Linked DNA regions of Mus musculus: all the other regions are linked to region 2. A link is a contact called in public HiChIP or PLAC-seq data. All regions are on one chromosome and are shown on one strand. Each heading gives the region's core, a stretch centred on a gene start, on an enhancer-like site or on the middle of the called end of the contact. The rest is flanking DNA. Distances are from core to core; before and after follow the strand shown. Region 1 has its middle 26 kb from the start of Frmd6. Region 2 overlaps Gm40436 (a long non-coding RNA gene). Region 3 has its middle 32 kb from the start of Gm51973.

Region 1 (4,308 bases), core at 313-2,812, 180 kb before region 2:
AACTGGGAGGGGAAGGCATGATTCATGTACTGCCAGCATCCAGAGTGGCCAACATGGGTCGAATTTTCACAATCTACTATATCTGGGTGTTTGGGTGTGTTAAGGCCATTTCCTCGATTGACTGTGAGGAACCACGAGGGCTGACTGGTCCATCCAGACAAAGGTTCTGCATTTAAAATTGCATTTCATTTCCTAAAACATGAGCAGAACTTCTTCCAGGATCGTTTTTTGTTTACTTTAACACCAATCTAGTCCTTTCTGGCATTCCATGTGCTAGAGCGCTGACTTCGCTTGTGTATCGAGGCCAGTCAGTTACTTTAAGTTTTCATCTGGCTTAATGGTATCCTATATCCTAGCACTTGGAAATTCAAGAGTAGCCTACACTATATTATTGCAAGACTTTGTTTAAATAAATACATAAATATTTTGATTTAACTCTTTTTTTTTGAGGACCAAGCATTATTTAGTCTCATTGTATTTTTCAAGAAAACTAAGGATTTTTTTCTTCTGAGACAGAGTTCCTCTGTGTAACTGGGGCTGTCCTAAAACTCTCTCTGTAGACCAGGCTGGCCTCTAACTCAGAGATTAAAGGGGTATACCACCACCCACCTTGTTTGAATTTTTCTTTATCTGAATATGTGTGTCCAAGTTAGTGTGAATGTACACTACATATGTGTGGGTTCCCATGGAGGGCAGAAGAGAGCATCAGATCCCCCGGGGCTGGAGTTTCAGATGATTGTGAGCCGTTTGACAGGGATGCTGGAAACTAAATTTGCTCCTCTGGAAGAGCAGCAAGTACTCTTAACCATGGAACTGATTTCCAGGAAGGAGAATAAAAACATCCATGGCAAACAAACCACCAAATGAATAATTGGTGGTAGGAAACTTTATCGAAGGGAGGTGCCCGTAAATGCACTTCTATGAGGATGCTTCCTGACTGGAGCCTCTCTGGACCCTCGCTCTTCACGGCCAGCGCAGCACTCAGAGTCTCTCAACTGGACAATCTGAGTGGTGCAGCTTCACTGACCTCATGACTCACCCAGATGTGGCCCCACTGGCAAAGGATGTAGGGAAATCGCCAGGTGTTGGTCGCCAGGTGAGCTGTACTCGTCAGTTGTGGCCATTGATTCCTGTTGTGTTCTAAAAGAACAGGCCTGGTTTACCTGATGCATGTCATGGTTACCCTCTTTGAGCTGGTCTCCTCTGTGACCACGTGAGCTTGACCCAGATGGGAAGTCTCTTCAGTTCTAATTTTAGCACCTCTGCCGGCGTTTGCTCTTAGCTATGCCTAGCAGATTCTGTCCCCCAACTATAAAGTGGGGGTAATCATATTGACCTACTTACACTGGTTTGCAAGGAGGGCTCTGTTGTATGTTTTCTATACCGTCAGTGTTTCCGAATTACATACATTTAAACTAATGGTTTGAAATGAATCGTTTTTGTGGACTTTTTTTTTTTTTTTTTTTTTTTTTTTTTGGTTTAGAGATCCCGGACACAGTGAGGAATAGCATCTAACCAAGCAGAGTTATCTAGCCTCCTGTGTGTTCTCATGAGGCTCCGCCCATCTCCCTGAACAGCCCTCAGGGTGGAGCAACCAGACATTCAAGTCTCTTTGGAAGCTCAGTTGGGTGACACAGGCCATTCTGGTGTGCTGTGGCACTAAGGGAGTTGATCCCGGCAGTAGCTCGGCCTTGGGTCGCAGGGGAGCAGCTCAGCACTGCAAGAAGCAGGCAAAGCGGCAAGGCAGAAAAGCCTGTAGCCCCGTGTAGTTGGATCAGTGGGAGTGGCAGGCCTATTCCCTTAGGGAGGCTACACGTCTAACTCCACACTTACAGCCTTTGAGTCACCCCCTCAAGCACAAATAACCAGGCTGCCAAAGTCACGTGTGGTGGTGAGATAACTTCAAAAAGTTAAGGCTTAAAAGGCAGCTTCCCTTGAGTGCTGAGTTGGACACAAACAGTGGCGTGGTTAAGTGCCACTCTGTGTTTAAAGTAAATTATACGGCAGCCCTGGAATGTGGCGCTGTGAAAGCCCCGTAGCAGCAAACAGCCTCGAGTTCACCAGCAAACTCTGGCAAGTCAGCTGGCTGGCTGGCTTGGATGCTACATCTTCCTCAGGTACCTATTTCTGTCTTGGAGGCCATCTCCAGAAGCAGCAGAACTTGAAGAAACGTGTGGGTGCATTGCGCAGCTCCGGAAATCTCGTGCTAGCAGCCGAGTGTATGTTTGCAGCATGGCTCGAGGTCTGTAGGTCCTCTATAGGACTGTAGTCACTCACTCTTCATCTACGGGGCCCTGGAAGGCAGCTCAGGCCCATTGTGACAGCAGAGGAATGGGTCTGGACATTATTCTGTCTTGGCATGTCCTGAAGGGACGGGACTTACACTGTTCAGGGGTGGGGAATCTCCAGCAGAAAAAGGCTCATGGAAAGAAGGGACGTTCCCAGGAGCTAGAAATGATGGTTGTGGACTGCTGGCTGCAGAAGCTGGCATTTTGAGGGTTCAGAGCTTAACTTACTTCTGAACAGAAGGGTACAGGGGAATCAGAGCTCTGTCACTTGAGATACTCTTGGGAATCACACGTTCTCAGAGAAAGAGACTCAGACTTCACCCCTCTGCCCTTGATCCTGGCACCCAGCCCCCATGCATGTGCCAAATCCGGGGAACTTTTCTTGAGGTCGGGGGAGAATCATTTCCCTATCTCCTCCTGAAGCTCCCGTGGTAAGCGACTGCTGGCATCTGTATTCCTGCTAATTAGCTGCCCTTGATGGATTTATTTCATCCAGTGGTAACTTCTAGAGATGTTCCCAGGCCAATTTAAAAGTGGAGTGCCCAAACCAAACTGAGTGGAAATCAGGTTTGGATGGCCTCCACTGAGCGGTCAGGCCAGTTCCCATGGGGTTTGAACTCTTCGTTCCCGGAGAGCAATAAAGTCGCAGAGAGAGATTTCAAGAAGAAATTCCACATAGACCATTTAATTCAGCTGCTCCATTTTGCAAATGAGGGAGCTGGGGGTTCATGAAGGTGAATAGCTCATCGGGCAGAGCTGGTCACACTGAAAAGAGCACAGAATGTACTGCCGACTACACGGGAAACGTGTGTGTCTAGGACAGTGTGGAGAGTCACCATGAGCAAAGGCCTCGGCTGTTACTCCAAGCTCAGTTTTCTTTGCACTTTCCGACTTTTTTTTTTAAATGGAGAAATGTTAAATTCCTACAGAAAACACATGAATTCCAGCTGTTGAGCTATTTCAGATATTCCAGAAAATAAAGTATAGAAAATTCAGATATAAAGTAGTTGACATAGTTTTGGTAGGGTGAGCTGCTTGGAAACACGAAGCTTCCCAAACATCTAGATAAATCTGTGTCCTGGGTTCTAATCACACCCTGACCACTTGCTATAGACCTTTGCGCTCTGAGTGTGGGGAGGTCTTGGCATCCACTCTCCTTTAAAAGTAGTAGGGGTCATGATGACAGAGAACTGCTTTATTGAGAAGAAATCATTCTTGTCATATTCATGATGTTTCCAAGTGGTATGTTTTCCTTTATATACTAGCCTCTGATTTGTCAAAGGGGAGATCTAGGATGTTCTTCTCCCCTCCCCTCCCCTCCCCTTCCCTCCCCTCCCCTTCCCTCCTTCCCTTCTTCCCTTGTCCTCTCTCTTCCTCCTTCTCATTTATACCTCAGCTAACATCCATCTGCAATAAGTGCTTATGTAAGGGACACTGTTAGCTAGTCACATGCTTAACTCAGACCTCCTGTGATTTATTAAACATAAGCATTTTTTCATATTGTGTTCAATTTTCTCACAGATATAAATAAATCCCCCATTTTAATATAAACATAAGAAGACTCTTTTTTTTTTTTTTAAATCGAATCAGGACCAGTCAGTGCGAAACTTATGTCATGAGAAATCTCTGATGTGTACAGAATAGCAGGCTCAAATGGAGCTGAACTAACCATCAAGGCATTCCGAAATCCCCAGATGCTCCATTGAGATTTTGTCTTATTATTGGAAATTCCTCAGGCACAGGGAGTCCCAGAATCACCTGGACTTTGTTACTATCACAAATGCATACGTCTATATACTGCATGTATGCACATAACAGGTAACTGTGAATTTGTAGTTACGCGATAAGATTTTCCAGAATGTACTGGAATAAAATTACTTCCATTTTGCTTCCATGATTCTGAAAAGTAGACTCCGCAGCATCATCTCCCCTACTGAATCCCATCCTCCTGTGGATTAATTGTTCCGATCCATGGCAGCACTATCTACCCAGCACCTCAGACCAGATGGCTGGCCGACAA
Region 2 (4,021 bases), core at 978-3,477:
GGCATGTAGATTGTTTGTCATATTTTGCAACTATAAGCAGTGCTGCCACAAATGATCTTGTGTAATGTACTTTCTTACCATTGGGGATGTCTTCTGGGAAGGACTTCTAAAGTGGGGTTGCTTTGCGGAATAGGATGTTCCTCTGCCACCTTGCAAGGGACAGATTTCTCTGCAGCAAGATTGCTCCAGTTTAAATTCCTACAGGTAATACACATGAGCACAATTTATACTCAATGTCACAAAAGCAATGTCATTAAAAGTAACATTTGCTTGCCAATCCAGTAGGCATAAAACGATATCTCAGTATTGCATTCCTATAATGAGGAATGTAAATAACTTTCCTACATCAAAGCTCATTGTTACACCATTGCTTGTGAGTCATCTATCCATCAATGCAGACTCCAGCAATAAAGGGGCTCAGATTCTTCACACCTTGCTCCAGGATGGGCCCTGGTTCAACTGAGTTGCAGACATGGAAGCCTCAGACTTGAATGCCTTTTGGGCCCTATCTGTGTACCAACCATACTGGGCAGACAGACTTAACACTCATTTTGGAGGCTGTCTGAGACCTCCATCCTACAGTTTTGCATTATTGGTATTCTGAGCAGTCTCTGGGATCTATGTATTCAAGGCCTTGGTTATTTTTTTGGTCTCCTGTATCAATAAGAACCATTTTTGCAAAATGCTTAAGAGTAAGGTCTGTGTGTTATGTAGAAATCACCAAGCTAACCATTAACGTAAGCTCTGAGTGTCTTTACGTTTGGATTTTAGACTTCAGTGCTCATCTCTCACACTGGGAGAAGTTGCTCAATTCAACATTCAACAAAGGTCAAAGCCAAATGACCTCACGTACCAGATTGTTGTTAATTCCTCTACTTCTCTGTTTGTAAAAGGGAGGTAGACTCTTTCCTCTTCATCAGGAGGAAAATCAATCTTGGGACTTGTAAGTACTGTTCAGGGACCCTCATGTTAGGTAGCATCTATGGGCATGTGGTAGGGCCAGAAGTTGAGCTGGACTAGGTCCACTGAGCCTCCTCCTCCTCCTATCAATCAGTGTCTCTTCTCAGTAATAGATTAGTAAGAACTGGGAAGATTTGAACAAGGACAACAGGATAATCTATATCTCTATAAATCTACCTATATCCCTATCTATCTATTTATCTATCTATTATCTATCTATCTCTGTATCTGTGTCTGTGTCTGTATCTGTATCTGTCCTTTATGTCACCAGCTGTATGTCATCTAAACCCATGATGTTTCAGCTATGGACCATGAACCATAAACTCACATTCACTTTTCCTAGAAATGTAGGTTTGAAAGAGGCACCAAGTATGCAAGCACTGGCCACATCAAAAGACCTCCCAGGTGTGTGGTGGTGTCTCTGACTTCAAGGGGAACAAAAATCCTTCAAACCTACCCGATCCATGCCAGGTGATATTATGGGGAACTTTTCCTTTTGTAGAGAGGATAAATTGAAAATCGATTATGAATATTTTTCGGAAAAACAACTTCTGTTGGTGCCCCTGGCATACCCAAATTGCTCAATATCAAGTGAAATAAGGAGTCCTCTTTAGAAAGAGTCCCAGCTGGAGTGTCCCGTTTCCTATTTGCAAACTTTAAAAATCTCTTATCAGGGACAATGGCTTAGCCATTAATAAGAAAGGCACAGCCTCCTTTCTCTAATTCTAAAATTTTCTCACTGAACTTGGCTAGCCACAGGTATGATGGCCCAGTGCCCAATGAGTCATTCTGAGACTCTTCTAGATTAGATGTTGACAACAAAACCTTTAATTGTCTTAAAAAAAAATTCAAAGAATACTTTGAGACCAGAGCCAGCATATGTATGTACCATTGTGAACACACACACACATATACAGAGAGGGAGAGAGGGAGAGAGGAAGAGAGGGAGAGAGGGAGAGAGGGAGAGAGGGAGAGAGGGAGAGAGGGAGAGAGGGAGAGAGGGAGAGAGGGAGAGAGGGAGAGAGGGAGAGAGGGAGAGAGGGAGAGAGGGAGAGAGGGAGAGAGGGAGAGAGGGAGAGAGGGAGAGAGGGAGAGAGGGAGAGAGGGAGAGAGAGGGAGAGAGGGAGAGAGGGAGAGAGGGAGAGAGGGAGAGAGGAATAGGAATACAAGCCCAATCCCTGGTTCTTTTAGCTCTTTGCTCTAGAGCTGCCCCTATTTCAGAGCCACACCACGGATTCTTTGTGCCCTCAGTCACAACATCCCAAGCATTCCTTCAAGCCTTGTGGCTTGGCTTGAGCAGCTGGGAATAAAAGATCTCTTGAATACAGAAGGCAGGGTTGCATTCTAGCAGCTGCCACCCAAGGGGAGGAAACACCACGCGGGTCATGTTTTGTATTGATGCTTCTTGTATTTAAGGGGAAGATTAGAGAAATGCTCTTCCTGGGGATCTTTGGGTTTGATTTATGGGGGGAAGGGAGCTGAGGACTGTTCTTTTGATGATGCTCCAGGGCACGTTAGGAGCCTGCCTTTGACTTTGAACTGCTAGGACCCCGTGAACCTTCTGCACAAGGATATGTCTCAATTTTAAAGCTAAAGGCTTGAACAAACAATTCCAAGTTGCACCAAGCTGCAGTGTTCCTTCTTTCAATACACTGCCATGCACATTGTCAACAGTAGTGACTTAGGGCCGGAGCTATTAATGGAAACCAGAAAAAGAATACTTTGGGAAAGGTCACCAGGGACTAACTGGAGCTTCAGGAAGTAAGCAGCTATATTTACAGTCCTGGGACAGTGCAGATCTCAGCCTTCCACACAAAGAACGCTTTCTTTCTGCCTTTGACATGTCACGAAGGCCAAGTGGGTAAATTCGGACCATCTCACAGATGGATTTGTTATTGAGCTGCAAGTCCAGACTTACACAGGATGAATTTCCTTACTCTTCTCAGTCCACCAGAAGAGCCCGTGGCCCCGATACATCCTTTGCCCCATCCTCATGCAACACAAGAGTTTTGTGGAATGAATGGATGGGCGCTGAGCCCAGTTTTATTCCTCCCTCTCCCTCTCTCCTTTTAGTCTTGAGCTATTTGCATTCACAGGGTGTGTCCCCACCCAGGAAGTGAGGTGCCTGAAACTATTACACAAAACTATTGGCTCCTAGGTGTTGGGTCAGAGTCTGGACTGAGGCAGTGATAGTCAGGAAGAGATTGGTGTGTTCTGAGTTTCCTGTGAAAATATCCTTCCGCATTAGTACTTACTATTGATCATATATGCTGACTGCCACAAGATGCCATGGATGAAGGGAAACTCAAAGGTTTAGTGTCACAGTCTCATTTGGCAAATGTCAAAAATAAGACCAGGTGAAGAGGTAGTGCTTGCTCAAGGACATAGGGGCATTGCTGTCAGATCCAGGCCTAAAGACCAAGGCGCCCAGTGCTGGATCTCATCAAAAATTCACAAACCAGCCATGTAGAGGTGGCGCATACCTTTAATTACAGTGCTAGGGAGGCAGAGGCAGGTGGATCTCTGTGAACACCGTCTACAGAGTGAGTTCCAGGACAGCTCGGGCTGTTACACAGAGAAATCCTGTCTTGAAAAGCATAGAAAGCGAACAAACAAAACCCATGAAACCACGGAATGTGAAATGGGAGGCCGAGTGGTGTCCTCTGCACACCCGAGATGTCTGTCGCCACATGGAAGTGTTTACTTGGGACCACAGCACCTACTAGCCAACAGTGCCTTTTGTGGGCCTCATGATTTTGACGGACAGGAATTTGAGCAAGGTGATTTTTCTCTGTGTAGTGTCAGTTGTGATCACACAGTGGGGGTATCCGGTGACAGCTAGATTGGTTTGGAGGATCCCTGTTCTATGCCATCAGGGTAATAAGAGCCTGTGTTCTGGTTGTCCCTGTGCTCTTCTGCCCATGTAGTACCAGAGTATATCTCATTGTCTTCCCGTGTACCAGGCTTCTTATTGGTGTAGTTCAGAGCCCTAGAAACTGGTGAAAACTGCTCTTCCTTTTAAGGTAGTCCCTGGTTATCCCACAACTATATCTGGCAGGTC
Region 3 (4,271 bases), core at 520-3,019, 160 kb before region 2:
TGAACCAGGGAGACTGTCTCAATAAAACTTTATTTATAAACACTGAAACTGAATTCCATAAAGTTCTTATATATGTCATAGAATAATATTCTTCTTTTAGTTTTTTCAATCATTCAAAGACTGCAAAAAGTCCTCTTTATGTGTGGATCACTATAGCAAGTGGCCCACTCATACTGCAAATTATCCATTCATACTAATGAGGTAATAATATACCTGTATCTAGCCACAGACCAAGCCACAGAGTTAGTAAGGATTCTCTCTTCATCGTTCTTTGTTCTGGACTTGACACCCTACACCCACACCCACTCACGTCCACACCTACTGTCCCCAAGCCTTTCCATAGTAGGTGGGTCATCCTTCCCAGGTTCCCAGGTTCAAAAATTGTCTAGCATGAAGGCACACACTTGTAGTCTCAGGAGGTTAAAAGCTAACTTGGTCCAACCTGTCCCCTAAGAACCACCTTGCACAGCTGGGAGTGGTAGCACAGGCCTTCAATCTCAGCCTTCAGGAGCAGAGGCAAGAGGACAGCTCTCTGTGACCAGCCTGGTCTACATAAAGTTCTGGGTCAGCCAGAGCTACACAGTGAGATCTTATCCCCAAAGCAAACTAAAATAAAATGACAAACATGACTTTTCTTTTCCTTAGTCAGCTCTGTTTCTTGGAGTATCTAATTATCTTTCAGGAAGTCATTCACATCAAGGAGTGACTGGTAGGGACCAGCTATCGTCTGGGAGTTTCCACTCTAAGAATATGTAGTTATGTAACTAACTGGATGTTGAAGAAGTCCTTTTTGAGCACAGGATATCCAGCTGTTTATCCAGGAAGGTGATTTTGATGCTGTGAGTCTGGTCAAGAAGGTTAAGATAATTCCGCTGCCAACTGTTTAGCCAGGGCAGCAGAGCACTAGTGATATAAAGGAAAGGCCAAGTTCAAATCACAGCTGGGCAGTGGTGGTGCCTGAACTTAATTCCAGCACTCGCAGAGGCAGGGGCAGGTGAATCCTTGTGAGTTGGAGGCCAGCCTGGTCTACAGAGCGAGTTCTAGGACAACCAGAGCTATACAAAGAAACCCTGTATCAAAAAACCAAAACAACAGAGAGAGAGAGGGAGAGAGAGAGAGAGGGAGGGAGGGAGAGAGAGAGAGAGTGTCTGGGACAATTCTCTACACACTGTACCTTGGGGACCTTGGTTTCATATCCCCAACTTAAGTGGTAGCAGACAACATTAAAAAATTGCCAATATTCAACATGCATGGTACCATGTGAACTAGTGGCTATAACCGTGTCCTCTTGTAGAGCTGGCAGGAGTGGATATAGTCTAAGACACTCTTGCTCCCTTCTCTTTGGCTATTAGATTATTGAATCACTGGAATCCAGGATGTTAGACCTTCCCTAGGCATCTCCTGCTGGAGAGGGAAAACCTGAAGCCCAGGGGCCAGCCAGAGGAGGAACTTTTCCCCTGGAGAAAGGTTCACAAGTTGTTAGATGATTACTGGTGAGACGTGAGCTGAGACAGTGGTGGGCGGGGATGGCCTCTGGGCCATGTATATCTCTTGGCTTCTGTTTGAACCTAACTCTCCTGTTGCCCCTCTTCTCAGTGTGGCCACATGCAGAATATCCCCCTTTTCTGCTTTTCATTATTCATGTTTATATAAATTGGGTTATTGAGGTTAGGTGGCTGGATCTGGCTTATTGGGGCACTCTCCTGTGAGCCTAAGTCTGATAACATTGTCCACTTTGCTTAGGCAAGGTGGGGTGATGGGAAAAGGTTTCAGCCATGCCACTGACAGGAAGATTCCGGGATGACTCACTCAGTGGAGGACAGCTGCTGGGGAGGAGAGTGGGAACGGTTTTTCTCTTTACTTTAGTGCTTTTTTGGTGACTAACTTTTCAGAGTCATAAAGTGAGTAAATCATTTCTTCCTTTTCAAAAACATTAGCATATAGAGATAAAGTGAAGTAGACTCCAGTATCGTGGATAATGGCTTTACAACATCCTCAGGGGCCATTGCTTTTATCCAAGTGTCCCTATTTCATGGCTTTACATGTGCATAAATGATCAAAGAAAAATTCTTTTTTTTTCTTCTTTCATTAAGCAGCAACCCAAGCTTGGAGGCAGTTCTCGAACCTTTTAGTAAATTTGCAGAGATTTGTCAGGCTCTGAAGTAAAGATTTGAAACTTCTGCAAGGATGCACTCACCCTTGGGGTTGGGGGTGGGGTGAGCTACCCAAAATGAGGCTGCAAGTTTCCTTCCCAGAAAGACATTTTAAACCCAGGGCAAGAAAATGCCTCTCTAAGTTGTCAGGAAAAGGTAGCCCTGGGGCACCCAGTGCTTCCACCTAGGGGCTTTGAGCCAGATAACTTTCCCCAGCCATGAGATTTCCTTGGGTGTGGGGAGTACTAGGAGTGGGGGTGAAGAGAAGCTTGAAGCTTCACATCTGCGCACCCCAGTTACTTCAGGAAGTCAGGGGTGAAAATACACCTTATCTCTATGTTCTAAAAATGGCTGCCAGATAGCTTTTTCTTTAATCACTCAATTTTCATTTCAAAGCTAAGTGTTAATAGGTCATTACAATAATATGCAAATTACTAACCAGAATACTGGCAACTGCTGCTTCTGCCAGCCCTTGACATTGCTCTCTTCATCTGACCATAGTTCCACTTCAGCTGGCTCTCTGCCTTTGGCCATGGCCAAGGTTTGATGATTCAGAGAAAGGCACACTGCTTAGCTAATTAAAATCTATACTTTTTTTAAATTATTATTTTAAAGCAAAACACTTTTTCCTCCTTATATTGTCAGGCAAGGTTGAATGAATACAACTCTCTTTGTGAAAAAGCTAAAAATAAATTCTGGGCTTAGATGTTATAGATGAAATTGCTGCTTTAAATTCTAAATTGCAGAAAAATAAAGGCTTCCTGGTGAGTTTGTGACTTAGCTGGGGAGGAGTAGGCGCTCTGCTGTTACTGCAGCCCTTGCAAACCGAGCAGAGCATGGGGGCTTGAGGAAGACCCAGAGCCCTTGTGCTAAAGAGCAACAGAAAGCTATGCTGCCTTCGGGGATTGTAATTCTACATCTATCCCAGCCTTCCCTACCCTGCCTGCACCACCCTGCAAGAGTCAAATGGATTTCTTTAGTCAATGGCAAGGGAGTATTGTGATTCCTGTTGATAAGTAAAGTATGTGCCAGTTCCTCGTGTTCTTCTGAAATACGGTACAAAATGGAGAAAAAGAAGTCAAGCCCCCAAGATTCTGCACATCTTTGCTGCCGACTGTAGTAATTGTCTGGGTCCAGGGCATCAATTCCCCTTGGTAATTCAAAGGAGGGCTTTCTGAAAGGGGGAAGAGAAGCAAATGTGTTTTCTTTTTTTGTAGTTTTTGGGGAGAAATCAGAATGTTGTAATTAAAACTTAGAAAATCAACAGTGTGACTTTGGATTTATAAAGTTCAAGTTTGTGATTTCAAGCTTTCTGCTAACTCTGTAGGAGCCTGAATTAGATGGCTGGAGATTGGTCGCTGATCCGAGAAAGGTAGAGATTACCGGTTCTCCATCCCAACCTGGGAGGACCTGGGGCCTTGGTCTGACATCACACCACTCAGAGGTTAGATTAGTTTTCAGAGGGCACGGAGGGCAGAGAAGTCAGAGGATCTCAAAAACATTTGCTTCTGCATTTAAGGAAAATAATTTACCCTGGGAAGTTGTCATCATTCAGGACCTGACCACTGGGTCAAGCCAGAGTGGCGGAGGAGGCTGTACTGCCTCGGAGAAGTGGCAGGGTGCCAAAGGGGCTGCCAGAGCCTGACTCGAACGCTGTGCCCACATAGCCCACCCACTGCATCTGGGTTGTTCTTAGGGCGCTTGCGCACTAACTATGCAGGGTCTAGGTTTGGCTCTGGGGCCGTGCTCTCGCTGTCTACAGTTGCTGACATGATTTCTGTCTGGGGTCTGTGTGCTCGCTGTCTACAGTTGCTGATGGGATTGCTGGCTGGGGTCTGTGCGCTCGCTGTCTACAGTTGCTGACGGGATTTCTGGCTGGGGTCTGCTGTTTTGGTTTGCTCAGCTGATTGCTTTCCTCTATATCACAAAGCTATTTTCTCTCATCTCTCTTTTTAATGTGTTCATTGCCAAGGATCGAAAATGGGAGCATTTTCTGCTGGAGAGAAAGCCTTGGAGCTATAAAATGGCTTCTTGTTCTTTCTTCAAATTCCATATGAAAAACAAACAAAACAAACAAACAAAGTCGGGAGAAGGCGGCAGCTATCTGCTTCCAGAGTC

The links. HiChIP or PLAC-seq counts read pairs in DNA pulled down with a chosen protein or histone mark.
Region 1: a FOXA1 HiChIP or PLAC-seq map of pancreatic cancer cells shows a contact between it and region 2. The contact joins two enhancer-like sites. A contact is called at or near these places in 1 of 484 Hi-C or Micro-C datasets (CD8 T cells) and 3 of 115 datasets of contacts at active chromatin or transcription factors (embryonic fibroblasts, pancreatic cancer cells and stem cell-derived neural progenitor cells).
Region 3: a contact with region 2 is called in an HNF4G HiChIP or PLAC-seq map of pancreatic cancer cells. The contact joins two enhancer-like sites. A contact is called at or near these places in 3 of 484 Hi-C or Micro-C datasets (CD8 T cells, liver and nephron progenitors) and 4 of 115 datasets of contacts at active chromatin or transcription factors (embryonic fibroblasts, embryonic stem cells and pancreatic cancer cells).

What each region holds. Positions count from the first base shown.
Region 1 is chr12:70,797,190-70,801,497 of GRCm38.p6, reverse strand. No RefSeq gene overlaps it. Among named protein-coding and RNA genes, the nearest start is that of Frmd6, 26 kb to the left of the region's middle. Within about 2 kb of position 1,562, at least 85 of the 459 cell types and tissues checked have an H3K27ac peak or open chromatin away from gene starts, as enhancers often do. A contact at or near this core is called in embryonic fibroblasts and pancreatic cancer cells, where this site is marked.
Region 2 is chr12:70,614,942-70,618,962 of GRCm38.p6, reverse strand. Gm40436 (a long non-coding RNA gene) reads right to left here. Exons shown (of 3, transcript XR_872797.2): 2 at 79-198. Among named protein-coding and RNA genes, the nearest start is that of Gm40436, 26 kb to the right of the region's middle. Within about 2 kb of position 2,227, at least 53 of the 459 cell types and tissues checked have an H3K27ac peak or open chromatin away from gene starts, as enhancers often do. A contact at or near this core is called in embryonic fibroblasts and pancreatic cancer cells, where this site is marked.
Region 3 is chr12:70,776,454-70,780,724 of GRCm38.p6, reverse strand. No RefSeq gene overlaps it. Among named protein-coding and RNA genes, the nearest start is that of Gm51973, 32 kb to the right of the region's middle. Within about 2 kb of position 1,769, at least 30 of the 459 cell types and tissues checked have an H3K27ac peak or open chromatin away from gene starts, as enhancers often do. A contact at or near this core is called in embryonic fibroblasts and pancreatic cancer cells, where this site is marked.